Linked DNA regions of Zea mays: region 1 is linked to region 2. The links are chromatin contacts, called in public Hi-C maps. All regions are on one chromosome and are shown on one strand. The core of a region is the stretch at or near the end of the contact, and the rest is flanking DNA. Distances in the headings are between cores, read along the strand shown.

Region 1 (5,700 bases), core at 2,831-5,330, 230 kb after region 2:
CCGCCGCAACTGCCAACCGAGATTTTGTCGAGCAGCGGGTGCAGGACGCCCTGATTCCGGGCTCGATCAAAATTAAGGAGGTGTTTGGTTACACCCCGCTAAAATTTAGCCTCTATCTCATCGAATGTTTGAACCTCCGTTCCGGATATTAAATGTAGTCGGATTATAAAACTAATTTGTCAGCCGAAGTTTAAAAAACGAGACGAATCTAGTCCAGTTGGTTGGATCTATATTTCATACTCCTATTTAAAAGTCAAACGCTTGATATGACTCGAGCTAAACTTTAGCAGCCCTCTAAGCCCACGGGCGGCCGCGGAGTGCGATCCTGCGCCTACTACCACAGTACCACGCCACGCATTGTGATTCCCAAAAGCCAAAAGGTGCAGTCTCCGGAGGGGGGAGCCCACTCGAGCTCGAGGTGACGCAGGTCAGGTTGGACGGCAAAGGTTGTGGGCCATGTCGGTGAGGCGGTCTCGATCCATGGCACAGTGCCACAGTGACAGTTTTCTGCTGCCTGCTGCCTGCTGCCCATCAGAGAATCAGAGCGTGCTTCTTTCGCTTTTCCAGCCCAAAAGACGACGGGGGACATCGATCAGCCTTGAACGCCTACTTGTTTTTTTTTTTAAAAAAAGATTAGCCGGTAGGACTATTATCTGCATGAAGATTGACGAACACCGATGTTGGGTACATATCGTTTCCAGAACAAACCCTGCACATCCGCACTACAGGAAAACGACCAGTTTCCAACGGCCTGCACTGTTTCCGACGGTTCCTAGGGTACCGTCGGAAATAGGACTATTTCCGACGGCCAACAGCCAGCCGTCGGAAATAAGGAGAGTCTCTAACGTCCGTTACCCCGCGCACGCACGCACACAACGCACACGCACCCACGCGTCCGCCACCGCACGCACAGCGCGCCGCCGCAGCCCGCACATCGCGCCGCCGCAGCCCGGGGGGCTCGCCAGAGCCGCCGCCGGTCGGGGGGCTCGCCGGCGCCAGCAGAGTACTGGGCTGCTCAATTTGCACGACAGCAGGAGATGATGCAGGTAATTAGATCCTCGTGAGCCTCTACTATAATTGGAGCACATATTTTCTAATATATCCTCGTAACATAGCTTTCAATTTTTTTCAGCAAATAGCACTAGGGCAACGTCCAGATTTTTCAGCGATGACTATGCCACCTCCTCCACCTATCCCGCAGTTTGTACCGACTCCACAATTTAGTTGGCCCACACCTGCACCTCAGGTTATATTACTTGACTTTTTCTTTTGACGTTGCATAACAAGAATTTAACTACTAACACATTTTTTTGAATGTTGTAGGTCCCTCCAGGAAACTTGCTAACTCCGGGAAATGAGGACTCTGAAGATGCGGTCGCTTCTTTTGTGGACGGTCTTCTAAACAGTGGAGGAGCTAGCGGATCAAATCAACCACATCCATTTGATCAACCTCCTCCATTTGAGTAGCCTGTCTGCTTGTGTGTTTCTCGTACTATGGACTTGTGAACTTGTGGTATTGGGAACTTGTGTTATTGTGAACTTGTGAACATTGTGAATTTGTGAACATTGTGAACTTGTGCTTTAACTTGTGAACTTGTGTTATTGTGTGTTTCATGTGGTATTGTATGTGATTCTGGATGAAAACTGGATATTATGTGCAGATTGAATTTGTGTGATTGTTTGTAAAACAAAAAGCAGGCAAATTCTGTTTCTCTGTTTTTTAATTACTTCCGACGGCCGCTTATTTCCGACGGGGCCGTCGGAACTAAGCTGTGACGGCGTCAGGCGCCGGCGGCCGGCCGTCTGCGGGGCCCACCTCGCTTTATTTCCGACGGCGCCACCCTGGCCGTCGGAAATAAGTTTACTTCCGACGGCCCCGTCGGAAACGCTGACACTTCCGACTGGGTATCCGCTACGGCGTTACTTCCGACGGGACCCGTCTTAAGCCTACTTCCGACGGTTCAGGACTTATTTCCGACGGTTTAGGCCGTCGGAAACTGGGCATTTTCCTGTAGTGCCGTGAGTCCGTCTTCGCTCTTGTTGCCCGGGGACGCGCTCTAGTGGGCACTGTTCCGTGACGTCCGCCGCTGAAGAATACAGTCATACAGTGAGGCTCTGCCATGGACATGGACGCATGCATGGATGGTGCAAACTGCAGAGATAAGCCCCGGAGATGTATACATTCTGACGACGCCTGTCATTCTGTCAAGGCCTCAGTGGTCACCTTGCGTTCGGAGGAAATGGCACTACGCTATAAAGTTGCGTTGCCGTGTGAGGGCGGACGGGAGCATGGGCCGTGCAGATGCGAGCTCTGCGTGGAATGGAATGGAACGAAGAGCGTCGCGTACACCATGCCGTTTGCCAACATGCGTTCAGCGCTGGTGCGTGAACGGGGCCATGAAGGCTGTGACGGGATGTTCGTTTGATTTGGGTCGACCGTTCGCTCCTTAACTGTGCCACTGCGTACACGCACGCACAGCCGCACTGCGCTGCCGTACCGTACCCCCAACGCCAACGGACCATCTCGGCCGGCTCACACCGGCCGCGTCGCGCATTTACCACCTCTCCAAGGCCACTAGAAGGCCCAGGATCCCCTCACTGGCTTGTGGGCTCGTATGCTTGAGCCTCTGGTCGGCTCGCGGCTAGCCGTTACGCCGGTTGCTGGCCGCTCATTTACTCCGCCGATCGTCTGGTGCCGGCGTGCCGCACGGCGAGATGGCAGTCATGGCACCGAGGCCCCGTCGGGGATCCGCGGACGGGACCAACCGCTGCCCCGGCGGCCGGCGCCCGCAACCCGGGCCGCCACTCGCCAGAGAACGAAACGAAGCGGTCGGCGGCGGCAGGCGGCTTGCCAGAGACGGGACAACAAGAGGCTAGTACAGTTCTGTTAAAAAAAACTGGGCGATTCTCCTCCTTCTCCCAGTCGCATCGCAGCGCACGACAGCAGCAGCAGAAGAGGAAAACGACAGAGGAAAAAACAGAGGCGACGGCGAGCCGATCGAGAGCACACAGGACAGGGGGAAAAAAAGCTCCGCAGTCAGTCCTACGCTACAGCAGCAGCTGCCACGCGATTGTCCGTTCCCCTCCCAGTTCCAGGCGCTGCTTCCTCCTCCTCGGCCTCCGCCTCCGACTCCGCCAGCGCCATCCGGCGGAGTGGGCTGGGGCCGAGGCGCCGGCGCTTGGAGGCCGCGGCGTGGCGCCGCCGGACGACCTCCATCTCGTTGCGCCGCCGCGTGGCCTCCTCGTCCACCACGAACCGCCGCATCAGGACGTCGTCCGTCAGCGACTTGCCGCGGAACACGCGCCGCGCGCCCTCACCGCCTCTGCTCCCCGCGGGGAGAGGAGGCAGCGGCGGCGGCGCCGACGCCGGCGCCACCAGCGGGCTCACGCCGGTGCCGGCGCCGCACCCGGACGCTGACGCCGACGACGCGCGCGGGTAGCTGTAGCTCCGGCGCGGCGCGGCGCCGTCGGCCGGGAAGCAGTAGAGCGACTCGCTGTTGTACGAGGAGATGGGCGCGCACAGGCACACCCGCGTGAACGACGCCGCCACGTTCAGCGACGAGGACTTGCGCAGCCTCCCCCCCGGTGGCGCCGCGCCCTTGTTGCCCGAGGCGGCGGCTGTCACCCCCGACGCCGCCGCGGCCTTCGTCGTTGGAGGCGCCGCCGGCTGCTGCTTCCAGACCAGGAGGAGCACCTCCACCGCGCGCTGGTACCACCGGGACTTCTTGGACGACGACAGCCCGCCACCTGACGATCTCGCGCCGCCGTCTTTTCTGCATGCACGGCGCAGGGCATCTGTCACGTCAGTCGATACGAAATTCTCGTCGCGAGCGGTGGTGACGACCACGGCGGCGTGCAGCGCGGGCCGGGAATGTACCTTGGCTGCTGCGTGTTCTTTGCCATTTTTTGCATCAAGAGGGAGTGGAGAAACATCTCCGGGCTGCCGCGGACCAGTGGGCGTTGGGATCAGAGACAGGAACCAGGATCGGGCTGAGAGGAGACGTGAGGTCACGTCAGGATGTCACTACATTCCCTCGTCCCTGTGGGGATAAGTCAAGTGAGCTTCCACGGCATGGACATGAAGGATCGAGGAGGCACTGGGAGAGTTAGTTAAAGGAGGGGGAGTCCGGACTCTGGAACGTGGAGCCTTGATCGACAGGAGGAGGGCAGTTTGGTCATGTTGCTCTCCATGAACACAGGGTGTCAAAACGCGAATAAGGCTGCGTGCATGACCCTGACCCAACAAGGAGGCTTTTTTGGGGACCCTTGGAAAGCTGGATCATGCGAGCATCGAAGAGAACAAGTACTGTGTACTGCCTGCGCGTTTACGTACGTGATGCATACCCCGCTGATATATGGTTCATGAGTTGGCAGTGTATAACGCTTGATGGGTGTAACATACATGACAGTAGAACTGTAGTAGAAGGCGTATGGGCGAGAAGACACACTTGCAGACTTGCAGTCTTGTCACTCATCATTGCACTGCATAGTCACATTTGGAGACGTAATAAAGTTACTATGGCTATATAGCACGTGGTGGGTGTTTTGAGGACTTCCAGTCCAGTGTCCGATCTCTCCTCAGCATCACTTGTAAATTTGAGACTAGAATAGAAAGCGCCCTATCGGGCGCTCTGTCGGCGTGAATTAATTTATCTGAAATCAGATTTCAAAATAAAGTGTTTGTGCCTTGAAAAAAAAACTCAAACATTCAGCCAACGAAGATCAATATACAAAGTAGTAGCAACTAACTTGTTGGTATACTTACAGAAATACTTGGTTCAGATCTTTTTTTGGTGGTAACAAACGAAGGCACTGCATGTCTGCATATATGTCATTCCTCGTTAGACTTCTGCTGCTTATGTTGCTTCATGGGATCCTATCGGTATCAACTTCGTTCAATTAGGCGCCAACAATAGCGTTCTGCAGTGAGACGAGCCGAGAAGCCTTGCTGGAACTGAAGGCCATCCTAGGCTAGCTATCGAGCAGGTTGTCCTCTTAGAACAGTAGTGGTAGCCTATGCCTCTGGCCAGGTGTGACAAGCAGCTGCAGGCACGGGGGCACGATCTCAGCGCTTGATCTCAGCTCTGTCGGCCTGTGGGCACCATACCTGCGTCCAGGAGCAACTTGACATTCCTGACGAGCCTCAACCCTATCATGTGGTACATTGACAATTAAATAATCTGCAGCAATATTTCGAAAGCCCAACACTGTTACCACTGTGGCACCAGCAAAAACAGAAGAATGTAAAAGACCTTAATATTTCAAGTGAATTCCGAGTACCTGCAATGCATTATTGCCATCGATTGCATGTAGTTGCTTCCTTCATCTATCTTCAACTTCCTATCCTTTAGCAGCCCGCTCTCTACGTGTAAACACATTACTTGTTGGATTGAACAAAAAATATCAAGAATAGAAGATCGGTAAAGAAGATCATTAGTAATAACCTAATTAGGCTACTGAGGCTATACATTTATTTAGAATAATTATGTTACCTCATTAGGCTAACCCATTCGAACTACACCATTGGCCAATGAACTCACATATTACCAGAATTAGCAGTTACCACTAAATGTGTCCACTGCAACACTAAATTTGGGAACAATCCACAGTGATACTAACCTTGTTCACTTGCTCTGTTTCATGGAATTCCACCCTCTTGCCTCGAGCATTGCTTCGACCATTTGTGTCCTGCACCCAAAC
Region 2 (5,544 bases), core at 322-2,821:
ACTGCAAGCGCACTCGACCTGGGCGCGGGACGAACACGAATGCCGCGGGATTCCCACCTCTCTCACGCCGGTCTCCGGCCGCCTCGCTCTCCCCCCTTCGCGCTCGGCCTCGCGCTCGACCCATCTAGGCTGGGGCACGCGGCGACATTCACTCGTCGGCCTAGGGACCCCCGGTCTCGAAACGCCGATATATATGTATATGCTATATATATAATATATAATCTGAAATATCAAAAAATACATGAATACTGAGTATGTAGACCCAAATTCGTTTTAGGCTTTGTTCTTTACTTCCTTGTGCTCAGTCCATCTGGCCTATTAGGTCTGCCATGCGTCTCTGTCTGTCTGGTCGCTAACTCAGACCCCTGCGCTCACTCCAGCCGCCGCCCGCTAGGCTCACTCCAGCCGCCGCTTTCGCTTGCCGCCTTGCCGTGCCCGTGCGTCCACCGTCCAGGCTCCATGCTCGTGCTGCCAGGCTACTCGTCTTACTGCCAAGCGCTTGCTCAGTTGCTCTTGCTGCCAGGCTAGTAGGCTACGCGTTAGCGGCTTAGCACTTGCTGGCTTGATCGCATTGTGATTTGTGAATTAAGCTTGCAGCTACGCGTTAGTGGTTTCACTAATTTGTGAATTGAGCTTGAGTGTATCTTAATTTTTATGTGAGTTATGATTTAGTGAGCTTGAGTGTATCTTAATTTTTATGTGAGTTATAATTTAGTTTACTATTTCTGTAATGTGTATGTTCTATTATATACTATAACTATCTATACATGAATCAATTATATATATATATATATATATATATATATATATATATATAAAGTCTATTAGGATAGATTTTAGACCATTCAATTTGTTCTCTCTAGTACAATTTCGAATACCTATTTTCTAAATCCTGGACGCGCCCATGTGTGCAGGCTGCCGCCGCTCTCTGTTTTCATGCAAGGAAGATGTGTTGGGACTTGGGAGAAAAGAATAGAAGACGTGAGAAGCGGTGCGGGCGTGCGGCCTGCAGCCTGCAGGCAAGGGCGCAGGGCAGCGACACCTTCTGCACTTCTGCTTCCCCTGTTTCCCAGGGCCGGCACATCTGTGGTGAGCGCCGCACGCACACTCGCTTCCCTCTGTTCCCCTCCCGAACGAGCAGTTTCCGTTCCTAGTCTGTGTACAGTATGACGCAATGCCTCTGACTCAAATCACTTAATACACTTACCCGTAATCCCGTAGTATATAAGTTTGTAGTTATACGACCAACGGACCAACGACCAAGTCTCTTTTTGAGAAAATATTTTTTTCCCCTTAAACTATCATATAGGAAAATGTGTTGGAAAAATAGGCCGACCCATCCATCTAAACGCTTGTGCAAAGGGGACCAGACTAATGTGCTTTGTTCGTCCCATAAACCCATATCCGATAGGTTAGCATACTGTAGTGTGTAGAAATTTGAAACACGTACTGGCTGGTAATTTTTTTAGGAGGTTCAGTCTCTCATACGAGTACTACACACAGGCCGACATGGATACGGCCCAAAACAGAAAAACAAGACTCATTAGGCCCAACCGCCCGGCTCCTCATCAGTCCACCACGAGCGCACGGACTTTCGATCTAGCCGCTCGACGCTAGAGACGACGACAGCCGCAATCAACGTACAGACCGTGTTCTGCGTGACGCATCCCGGCGCCGACGCCGAGGACCCGCAACCGACCCGGCAGCTGAGGGAGAGCTTCATCTCCAGCGAGAGTCGCAAACCCTCCATGAGTTCCCCATTCCCCAACCTTCTGATTTTGACGCCGGGTCGTGGGCAAATCAGGTAGAGCGGCTGCGGATTTTGGCGCCCGGCCTCGGGAGTTTGGGAGCTTAGCGACTCCACAGTGGAAGACTGGTGGACGGCCTTTGCCCGCGCTGCGTCTTCCCCTGCTTCGCGATGGGAGGCTCCCCTGTATGGGACGGGACTCTGTCTCCGGACAGCTTCAACACCTCCGCGGCGGCGCTTGTTAAGAGGTGGAAGGAGATCGAGGTCGACGATTCCCTTCCTGAATGGACGTGGAAGCCGTGCAGCAAATTGGGGGTGCCGTCGGAGGTTTGTCTCTCTCTCTTTTTTTTACGTATTGTTTTCCAGTCTCCCTTTCCCTGATTCACCTTGTTATTTTCTGAATATGCTTGTTTGTCTTGCAGGTAGAAGGGTATCTAGCCCTGGAAAGAGTGTACCGCAGCTGTGGAACAAGCCAGGTGGATAGTTTCTTGTCCTGTATCTGTATATAAATATGATAAGTGATATGATGTTTGCAATAGGTGACATTCATGCTTGCATTTAACTAGCAGAGTGTTCTTCCAGGAGCAGATCGAAGAGATGAAGTTCGATGGTGCAGGGGATGTAGCTTGGGTAAATGTTTCTGTGAACTGCTTATTGATAAACTAGCCAAGTCTGATCTTCATCTCACCCCTGCACAACAATTAGAGTTCATATAAAGGCAGCAGCTCTAAATTGGGTGATGATTTTGGGACATACAGTCTTGTACTGAATTTTGGGGACAAGACTTGGCTCGTATCGATCTAGTATCTGCACACCTCACACAACTCGAGCTCTGAAGTCATGTCCATGGTTCATTCCCTGCAGGTCGAGAGCTCCAGCGACAATGTTCATGTTTATGATTTCCATGCTGTCTACAGCTTCTCCTACAAAGTCCCAGTGCTATACTTTCGCGGTTATCACACTAGTATGTATGTTTGAGAACACAAGTGGATGTTATTGCCTAGTATTAATTGGTTTCTCACTTTCTCTTAACGCCGGACGTCTGGAACCTTTACTTAGGTGGGCAGCTACTAACTCTAGATGAGGTAAAAGAGGGTCTTCCTTCCCACTCACAGAAAGTATTAAGTGAATCAAAGTGGACGTTTATTACTCAAGAGGTATGCCTGCTTCATGCATGATCCTTGATTTCTATTGAAACAGAAATTGGCTCTTGAGTCTTGGCAGTGACACGTAGAACGAACTCTGGCCTGTCGTTTGCTAACTGTGCAAGGATTGTGTTCTACCTGGACTTGGAATCCTGCAGGAGCACCCCCATTTAAGCAAGCCATGGCTGGCCCTGCACCCCTGTGCAACCAGTGGTTGGATGAAGCTACTTCTCGAAGAAACTGAAGCGACTGATAAGGAGCACTCGGTGCAATATTTACCGGCATGGTTATCCGTGGTTGGCCAGGCAGTAGGGCTGAAAATCCCTCTTGAACTTCATTCCAACTCTTAGTTTTTTTTTCACTTTTTGTATGTCTTTCAGTATGTAGCAGGGATTGAAAGAGAGTCCTCAGCTTGTGTTTGGTGATAATAGTCACCAATATTTGTGACACTGGTGGCTAGACCTTGCCATCGTGTCATTGTTGTGGTGACTGTATACTTTCATTCAATCTGCTAGCGTTTCTGTTAGACACCCTCGGGGGTATGAAACGCTAGCGTTTTAGGAAATTCATCTACTCTTGGTTTGTGTTTTGGAGTAATCTCCTGGTTGAACCAAGGAAGCAAGAATTTCTCTGTTTTTATTTGAGAGATGCTAGGATAAGCTTTCTATCCCACGAGATCTCTCAAGGCTTCCACACGGGCGGCGGAGGTGGGGTGGCCGGGAACAGCGGCTGCACCGCGGAGAACATGCTGTTCTTGTCGACGGCTCCGACGCCGCGGCCGCTGCTGGTGATGGCCACCAGCGCCGCCACGAGGCCGGCGTTGCCCACCAGAGTCGGCTCGGTGTGCCCAAAGGCCATGCGCGAGTCGTTGAACCTGTCGTTGCGGTCCGGCCCGCCCACCATCGCGCCCGTGATCACGTTCGGGTCCGCCTTCTTGGTGTCGCGCCACCTGTACCCGCCGGTGCACGAGTACTTGACGCGGCTGTGCGGCGTCGACGCGCCCCGGTGGTGGACATGCCGAGGGTACTTGTTGCCGAAGCCCACCACGTAGCTCGTCTTCCTCGGGTTGTCCCCAAGGATGTAGTTGAGCTGCCCAATCATGGAATAACGGATCACAGACGCGCCATTGTCACAAACCAGCTACAGCCTACAGCTAGAGAGAACGCCACCATGCATGCTCCAGTCTCCATATGTTACCTGAGACTTGGCGAACGCACGGAGGTCCTCAATGGGCATGAAGTTGGGTCCGCAGTACCACCCGGGGACGTTGATCGCCTCCATGTAGTCGGCGAAGAGCGCGGCGAGGAAGGAGTTGGCGACCACGTACTGCAGCGGCTGCCCCCTGCCGTGGTTGAAGAGCGCGAGCCCGCCCCCGGTGAAGTTGAAGGCCCCGAAGCGCCGGAGGTACTTGCACATGTCGAGGCCGGTCTCCATGTGGTAGCGGACGAGGGACTGCTCGTAGGGGTAGCCGGGGTTGAGGAACATGCGCAGCCGCGACAGGAGCAGGCCGGCGCCAGGGAGCTTGTTGTCCCAGCTGAACACGGAGAAGTCGAGCACGTCGTCGTAGAAGGCCCTGGCGCGCTCGGCGAGCCGAGGGTCGGTGGCGAAGCTGACGTAGCTGGCGTTGCCGGTGGCGTAGTACATCCACGCGGCGGCCCAGACGTACTCGTCCCAGTAGCTGGTGGAGTTGTAGAAGGGCTCGACCTCCGGCCGGTGCCTGGAGTAGGTGGCGTGCTCGTCCGCCCAGTCGCGGGTGGCGAACTCGAACATGGTGACCGCGCTGCGGACGAGCTTCTTAGAGTAGGCGTCGTCGTCGTCGCGGAAGGCGATGGAGGCGGCCGCCAGGGCCGCGGCGATCTCCCCTCCAAGGTCGGGAGCCGAGCTCACCGCCAGGGACGGCCGAGGGTACGCCATGTCCTCCGGCCGGTTCCAGCAGTAGTGGTCGTCCGGCGTCCTGCTCTTGATCTTTGCCGCACCCACCTGCAGCGAAGCACGAACCAGTCCAGATCAACAATACGTGACGACCGATTCTTTGTGGACGTGCGATCATTAGTTACTACCTGAGCGTAGACGTGGCCGATCGTGGAAGCGGAGGAGTTGAAGGTGCGCAGTAGATAGTCGGTGCCCCACTTGATGAGCTCCCTGACATGGTCGTGCTCCTCCACGGCCTTGTACTTGGCGCTGTACTCGATCACTGACCAGCTCAGCAGCGTCATGGAGAAGGCCATCGGGAAGTGGAACTTGATGTTGTCCCCGGCGTCGTAGTAACCGCCGACGAGGCCGCCCTTCACGTCCTTAGCGTCGGAGCCGTCCTTGAGGCCAGAGTCCCCACGCCACGGGATGCCGTTGTTCCTCGGAATCCGGCCGGCTGTCACCAAGAAGAGGCGGCACAATTACACACGTGTCCTCATCAGACAAGGAGAATATACGTGGTAAGATGATCAACCGTCAACGCGTATAGAGTATAGACCAGCCAATGGAATCAAGGTGCACAGGCTGCTGCAACAGAGCCGCATTCGGCGAGCGAGATACGCGGACTACGGTCACACTGAACGTGAGTGCTACTGACATGACATGACCTGACAGCGAGCTTGGCAAACATTCCATTTGTAGGGTTGCAGCTGCACACAGCAGCCGTGTGCGCAGATCACT

Evidence for each region. A called contact is a pair of places that touch in the nucleus more often than the background predicts.
Region 1: a contact with region 2 is called in a Hi-C map of leaf, with 5 times the contacts expected there. The contact joins the promoter of LOC100278839 here to the promoter of LOC100240692 in region 2.

The regions. Positions count from the first base shown.
Region 1 is chr10:130,121,588-130,127,287 of Zm-B73-REFERENCE-NAM-5.0, reverse strand. LOC100278839 reads right to left here and starts at 4,080. Exons shown (of 2, transcript NM_001372490.1): 1 at 3,878-4,080; 2 at 2,863-3,773. The coding sequence starts at 3,933. The coding sequence ends at 3,044. It overlaps LOC109943136 (cyclin-dependent kinase 12), which reads left to right and starts at 1,007. Exons shown (of 3, transcript XM_020545987.3): 1 at 1,007-1,046; 2 at 1,133-1,246; 3 at 1,324-1,585. The coding sequence starts at 1,038. The coding sequence ends at 1,467.
Region 2 is chr10:130,344,829-130,350,372 of Zm-B73-REFERENCE-NAM-5.0, reverse strand. LOC100240692 reads left to right here and starts at 1,571. Exons shown (of 5, transcript NR_131257.1): 1 at 1,571-2,074; 2 at 2,170-2,223; 3 at 2,317-2,377; 4 at 2,612-2,711; 5 at 2,807-3,454. It overlaps LOC103641803, which reads right to left. Exons shown (of 4, transcript NM_001301591.1): 2 at 4,953-5,260; 3 at 4,090-4,872; 4 at 3,574-3,981. The coding sequence ends at 3,574.